2 separate regions of the Mus musculus genome follow, and region 1 is linked to region 2. A link is a contact called in public Hi-C data. All regions are on one chromosome and are shown on one strand. The core of a region is the stretch at or near the end of the contact, and the rest is flanking DNA. Distances in the headings are between cores, read along the strand shown. Region 1 overlaps Uqcc1 (ubiquinol-cytochrome c reductase complex assembly factor 1). Region 2 holds the start of Eif6 (eukaryotic translation initiation factor 6).

Evidence for each region. A called contact is a pair of places that touch in the nucleus more often than the background predicts.
Region 1: a Hi-C map of liver shows a contact between it and region 2, with 2.0 times the contacts expected there. The contact joins the enhancer-like site here to the promoter of Eif6 in region 2. A contact is called at or near these places in 10 of 39 promoter capture datasets (the 3T3-L1 cell line, 3T3-L1-derived adipocytes, the C10 cell line and 6 more), 1 of 484 Hi-C or Micro-C datasets (liver), 7 of 115 datasets of contacts at active chromatin or transcription factors (the 230-238 cell line, the SCID.adh cell line, bone marrow-derived macrophages and 2 more) and 3 of 9 other capture datasets (adipose tissue, liver and pancreatic islet).

Annotation. Positions count from the first base shown.
Region 1 is chr2:155,902,463-155,905,845 of GRCm38.p6, reverse strand. All of the region lies in intron 5 of Uqcc1 (ubiquinol-cytochrome c reductase complex assembly factor 1), which reads left to right. Among named protein-coding and RNA genes, the nearest start is that of Uqcc1, 26 kb to the left of the region's middle. Within about 2 kb of position 2,020, at least 26 of the 459 cell types and tissues checked have an H3K27ac peak or open chromatin away from gene starts, as enhancers often do. A contact at or near this core is called in adipose tissue, liver and pancreatic islet, where this site is marked.
Region 2 is chr2:155,825,080-155,828,629 of GRCm38.p6, reverse strand. It overlaps Eif6 (eukaryotic translation initiation factor 6), which reads left to right and starts at 1,705. Exons shown (of 6, transcript NM_010579.2): 1 at 1,705-2,303; 2 at 2,420-2,505. The coding sequence starts at 2,197.

The DNA.
Region 1 (3,383 bases), core at 771-3,270, 77 kb before region 2:
TGGCAGTGAGTTTTCTGCTGGTCACACTCTCCCTTCAGTTTTTCTAAGACTTCAGTAGGCATTTACCTATTAAAATCTATGGCTTAGCCTGGGCATGGTGGTACCTGGGAGGCAGGTCTCTGTGAGTTCAGGCCAGCTAGGACTGAATAGAGAGATCCCGTTTCCAAACAAAACAGTCACAAAACCCTGTAACATAAGCAGGCATTGTTGTGCTTACTTGTAATTTTAGTACTCAGAAGAGAGAGGCTTGAGCATAGCCGTAAACTTAAGGTAAGCCTGATCAACGTGAGTTCCAGGCTAGCCAGGACTACAAACCAAGCAACCTATGGCATGTTTATTTGCTGTGCCCTCGCCCCCTCCCTTTTTTTTTTTTTTTTTTGTTAGATTTACATTTTAAAATTAAACCAAAGGAATTCCAAAGTGTGGCTAGTGAACAAAGAACAGATTTGGAAAGTAACATCTGGAGGCAAAAGATGTTTGTTTGTTTGTTTGTTTGTTTGTTTGTTTGTTTTTAAATTTGCAAAATAATAAGAATGACTTTCTTGTGGTTTGGATTCTAAGGAAGTTAGTGGGGGTTGGAATAAAATAGGTAGATTTATATATTGCTTCCTAAGATGATACCTTTAAAGTAGCCATGCCCACTTAGGTCTTTGATGTAGGACTTGGTTCCAAGAGTCCTGAGGACAAAGAGCCTTGGGTATCTGCAAGTGTCATTCTCCCTGGCTCAAGTGAGGCTGAGGCCATTTCTTGAAGACTATGTGTGAGCAAGTTGGGTCATGGTATGCTGTGTCTGTCAGCTTCTTGGACAGTCCTCCCTAAGATCCCAGAGCCAGAGCGTGTGATGTTGTGATGTTGAGATCTCAAGCGCTCGCTGCATCTGAGCAGTCAGATTCTTTGGCAGCTGTTGTTTATGGGACGGATGCTCTGGTGATGCCCTTGCCCATCACATGCGCATGCCTGCTGGGTGATGCAGTTTGTTCCTGGTGTTTTGGAGCAGAGGTGGTCAGTTATCGAAGCTCATGCTTAATTCTGAATTCTTGTCTGTGGCTCTTTTTGCCTCCAAGACACTGATCACCGTAGTGGGGAGGAGGCTCTAATGAAGAAATTCTGAGCCAGCAGTTGAGGTTTCAGTCCACTTTGTGGCACAATTTCAATTAACCGATAAAGCTTTTCAAAGATAATTTGAACTGTATTATTTAATTCACTGTAAAAATGACAACAGTGGATATTGAGTCCCTATTTTAAATGGGACATTTTGTTAAGCCCCCTTTTTTTTGAGATGGTCTATATAGCCCTGGCTGGCCTTGAACTTGATATGTAGAGTAGCATGGCTTCTACCTCAGATCTCCTCACATATGTCTCCTGAGTGCTAGAGCTGGGGCTAGAGGCTTGTGCTATGACCACTGGCTTTGCTAACTAAGCTGGATATAGGCCTTTTAACCCTTGTTTGTCATCACAGCTCTGAGCTGGGCGCTCTTGCTCTGCCTTATGGAGAAGGAAAGTGGGTCTAGAAACATCATCTAGATCTGCTTAAAAGTAACAGGGTCTGGATTTTTGCCTATTAAAAAGTGGGAGGCAGAGGCAGGCGGATTTCTGAGTTCGAGGCCAGCTTGATCTACAGAGTGAGTTCCAGGACAGCCAGGGCTACCCAGAGAAACCCTGTCTCGAAAAACCAAAAAAAGAAAAAAAAGAAAAGAAAAAAAAAAGTGGTATTATCACTCTCTGGTGACAATAGGGAATTATTTAATCTGACTGCACTTTGTCCCTTTTTTGTCTATTGGAGCAGGAGTGTGCTCATGGCAGTGTCTCAGGGTTTAGCCCTGAGGTTTGTAAACACTCGGTTGAGCTAAGAATCGTATTTTTGTGTTGCTCATAGTCAACATCCATTCGTTGGTTTGATATTTTTGAGGTTTACTCTGTGGCTTTTTGTTCTGACTTGCATGGGCACAGGGGCTTACTCACGCGCCAGCTCTTCTCATCAGCCCTGAGCTGACCCCAGAAGGGAAAACTTTGACCCAGGGCCAGCTGCTGACCTGTCTGTCTGTCTGTTTGTCTGTCTGACTGTGCTTTCCAACCCAAGAACTGACTCTCCATCTGAGGAAATTGGACAGGCTCCTGGAGGTAGCTGGGAAGCCGTGATGTAGAGGTAGCCATTGGACAGACTGTCCTGTACAAACAGCCAGATTTCACTCTCCAGCTTGAAAGACAGACTTCCAAGAAAACCTTTCTTTTTAATGTTTTGTTCTAACATCCAAAAATGACCCAACTTGAGATCCGGGCTTGAGAGTTTCTCGGGGCTATTCTTGTTCTAGGCGGAGGGCGGCTGGCCGGCACTCAGATGGCATGGGTTTTAGTAGCTGGATGGCTGGTCAGGCCAGCCTCCAGCTCCCTCCTGCTGGGCTCAGAGAGGAAATCCACTTGACAGCTGCTGGGCACCACCCGGTAAGCTCACTCGAGATTTTTGGTGTCCTTTTGTGACAGACCTGGATTCAAAGCCTAGCCTTGCCTCTAGCTTAACGTGGTAGCTACCCATAGCTACTTGGCCTTCTGTTTCCTTATCTTAAAGTAGGTTTATGGTACTTCTTTCCTGCGTTGAGGTAAAGATTAAGAGAAATACTGTAAAAGATGATTAGCCTTGCACTGGGTGTGGAGTACGGCCGTTTCTCCACATTTTGGCATTAGAGAGCTTCTTGCGTAACAATCCACACACTGCAGATAGAGTCAGGGAAGTGTGAAGTTCATCTCAGGTACCTCACTTCGTGGGCTGTGTTTCCCTGATCCTTGATTCCACTGTCAGCTTTCTCACTGGCCACGTACTCGGGATGTTGGACAGATTTGTTGAGCTGCAGGCCGTGAAGCACTTATTACGCCTGGCCTGTTAGAAGCCCAGCCGCAGTGACCAGGGACTCCCTAATTAATGCTGACTGTGGTCCTCCCTCCTAGGGTCCTGCCCTGGGTGTTCACTCTTAGTGACCCTGGTTAACCATCACCTCACTGAACGCTGACTGGCAGAGGATACTTTGGGAGGTTTTTTTTTGGGGGGGGGGGCAGGGGAGTAGGGAGGGGTGGGCATAAGTTCTAGGCCTGCACTATCATGCCCGGCCTTACTCCTCCTCCTCTTTGTGAGTCGTCACTCCAGAAGACTGATCCTACCACAAGGGCTCACGTGCCCACTAATTCCCTCTCATTCATCCATCCTTCCTGCTCCTTGTCAAGCTTTGCTCCTTGTCACATAAGGAGGATGGAACGTCTAGTAGGGATCCCTTAGCTACTGGAGGGCTTTCTCAGATGTGTGAGGAAATGGATGTCTGAACTGAGACCTGGCTCGCAGGTTATAAACCAAGAGCTTAGTGTGTGTGATCCCTGGGGGCTGACATCTGGCC
Region 2 (3,550 bases), core at 456-2,955:
TTCTCCACAGGTCAACTTCTGAAGGTGGTCGCCTTAGAGCCACAGAGGCAGCGCCGAGGTTTGTGCCTTATTGTGATGCCTTCCAAAGGATGATGCTCATTTTTGACATCTTGCTTCTGTCACAGAGGCCAAAGAGAACAGACGATTGATATTCTTCCCATTTTATAAGAATGGGCACTGAAGTCCAGAGCTTGGATGGTTAATTTGGAGGAAGATCCAATCAAGTGACAGGTTAGGGAATTCTGCCAGTCCATTGTCCTCTGGCTCTAAATCTGAATTTTGTTTGCCCAGACACAACACATAGAATCTGCAGTTCCTGTGTTTCTATGTACATAAAACATGGACACTACAAGGATGTTTCAGATGCCCGTACAGTACACAGAGAACAATGACTAGGTACACCCATAGATGCATAGAGCGAGTATACAGAGCTCTCTGATTAACTCAAAAATAAAACTTCTGTTGCAGGTACATAATCAATATGGTCTGCCTAAATGAATGGCCACAGAAAATTCAAGCTTCTAGTACACACTGCAGAGCCCCCCTGAGACTCAGAAACTATAAATACACATATGACTCTTCATCCTAACTCTGCACCAAGCTGTGCTCACAACCTCACCCTGAACATTCCCTAGAGCCGAAAGGCTACTTAGATGCAGATTCTGAGGGCTGAAGCTTAAAAGCACAAACCTCAGAGAACAAGACAGATGTATTAGATGAAAACTGTATTAGGGACAGAGGGTCATGGAGATAGTAGAGCGATCGACAAAGCTTATCAGAGAGAGGCTGACTTGGAGGCTGGTCTTGAAGGACAGGGGGAGAGCCAGGTGGAGGAGAGTTAAGAGTTCTTGGTAGAGTAAGCCAGAGAGTGGTGTGGGGCTCAATGAGCGGATCTGGGGTGAGCTGGGGGAGATAAGCAGAGCACGTAGTTGAACACTTAGACACAAACACACAGACCACCTTGCTGAATGTCTCTGGAAGCTCGGGCTGCAGCTGGTCATGGGTCTTTCTCCTGAACTTAGCACCTGCAGGAGACTGTGCATGGTACTAATCAATAAAGGCAATTGTGGCTAGACCCCGTAGCAATCTGATGTGTTCTCGGTTATGGGACTGTATGATGGGGCTGGGGAAAGGGCGCCGCGCCATTTATGCCCCTTTCAGATCAGATCTTCTTGGAGAAGAATGAATGGCATAAGACAGTCTGCGGTAAGTGATTCTCTGCTCCTTTTACCTTCCACTGTGGCATTCTGAGACACCCTGGGGACTTTTGTATATTCTACACTAGTTGAGACAAGTTTATTCTATGAAAATGGGCCATACCACTATCCCCAGGGCTGCTGATGGGGTGATAAACTGCGTGATAAACACATCAAGGAAGCAAGTCAGCTCTCAGATCTTTGCTTACCCTAGAACCCTTTCTCCTCCAATCTCTCCGTAACACATTTCCCCGTCTCCATTGTCTTCTTCAGCCTATGGTTCTTATGCCTCCTCCAACCACTTTATCCTGGTCTCTTGGTTGATCTCTATGCCAAATTTCAATCTTCAACCCTTGACCCTTGCCACTGGTCCAGATTCCCACTTCCGTCCGCGTGGCCGGGGTGTGATTATCCTCTTTCTCAAATCCGCCCTTTTCCCGTCCTTACTCGGTAAATAAAGCCCTCCAATCAATCCAGCTCCAACCAGACAACACCGGTTCCTCATTTCCTCATCTTTTCATTTGCCCAGCCTCAGGTTTGATTGATTATTCCTTCTAAAAAGACCCACTAGGAGGTGAAGCCAAAAACCTAAAGCAAGAAAACGTGCAGGAGGCGGGGTCGGGCGGAGTCACCTAGTAACCATCGAGTCCTCCCAAAGGGTGGGGCTAGAGTGACCAGCAGCTCCGCCCGGCTCCTGCGCGCTCCCGGAAGCGGGCCTGGGAGGAGGCGGAAACGGAAAGCTAGTTACGGGAGAAGTTGTTGCAGCGTGTAGACATTGGAGTCGCTTGGTGAGCTGTTGGGACTCTGGGCGGCAAAAGTCAGTTCCGGGTCGCAGGGCGAGAGGACTTGGGGCAGGAGAGCCAGGAGGGATCCGTCCGCACGCCCGGGCATCTGAGGGGCCCGAGAGGGCGGGGTTTGAGGAGGCGAGGCTGGTTGACCCGGCTCCGGAGTGGATCTGTCGGCCCAGAACCCGCAGTCGTGCTGCCCCCCAGCCTCTCTCATGGCGGTCAGAGCGTCGTTCGAGAACAACTGTGAGGTCGGTTGTTTTGCCAAACTCACAAACGCCTACTGCCTGGTGGCCATCGGAGGCTCAGAGAACTTCTATAGGTGAGGCGAGAGCTTCTGGTCCCGAGCCGCCGGGGCGGGAAGGGAAGGGAGGCGGAGAGCGAGAGGTCTGAAAAGAGCGACCCACCCCAGTAAGCAGCGAATCCGTGTTTCTACAGTGTGTTCGAGGGTGAGCTCTCCGATGCCATTCCCGTGGTGCACGCATCCATCGCCGGCTGCCGAATCATCGGGCGCATGTGTGTGGGTAAGGCGGGTGGAAGACGCCGAGGGACACAGCGAAGCACTCTGAGTCATTAGTTTCCTGGAGCTTACCCCCAGTGATCGGGGGATTCCCAGGCTTTCGGGCCCAGTGGACTTTGGAATCTGACGGGTGTGTGGGACTCGAACTGCAGATCAAGAACACTGTCTCTCAGACTTGAGAGTAGCCGGAGCGAAATACCATTAAGTGCTGGCTATCATTCTTGGTCTCGTTTTTCCTTCACAGGGATACTGGAAAGCATGGGTTGTCGCTCGGAACTATGTGACTTACAGAGTCCCACACCTAAGGGCGGAGGAGAGGATTTGCATCTCTCTCCTGCCTCTGAATATGAACAAGTTGCTTCTTGTTTTTGAGCATCAGTTTCTCCCTCAGGAAATAACTAAGGTCCCAGGTCACCCTGTTCAGCTGCATTTAATTCTTACAATTTCTTTTTTTGTTTGTTTTTTTTTTGTTTTTTTCGAGACAGGGTTTCTCTGTATGGCCCTGGCTGTCCTGGAACTCACTTTGTAGACCAGGCTGGCCTTGAACTCAGAAATCCGCCTGCGTCTGCCTCCTGAGTGCTGGGATTAAAGGCGTGCGCCATCACACCAGGCTAATTCTTACAATTTCTAACTACAACTCGAGTGTTGAGTGGCTCCCGACTTTTCCTTTTATCCCCCCACACTCTGGCCTTAGCTGCACTGTCCCTGTAGCTAAGAATGACCTAGAATTCTTGATACACCTTCATCTACCTCCCAGGTTTGGGGATTAGTAGGTGTGTGCCATTATGCCTTTGCAGTCCTTTCACCTGGCACTGTGCCCCATTGCTACACTCTTAGTTTCTTGGTTCAGGCTTTTATGTATTTACCTAAAAACATTTTTTTTTTAATCGTTAAGCATGGGTGGTGACTCTACATGGTTTCTCATTTACATTAATCTCTGATAATAAAACATCCTGGTCTTTTAACTGTGTCCTTATGAAATGAATTCTGACACGACATGAGAGATTTTAGTCTGGTCTTTGTTCTGTTTTAAGGAACGTAACGTGAGG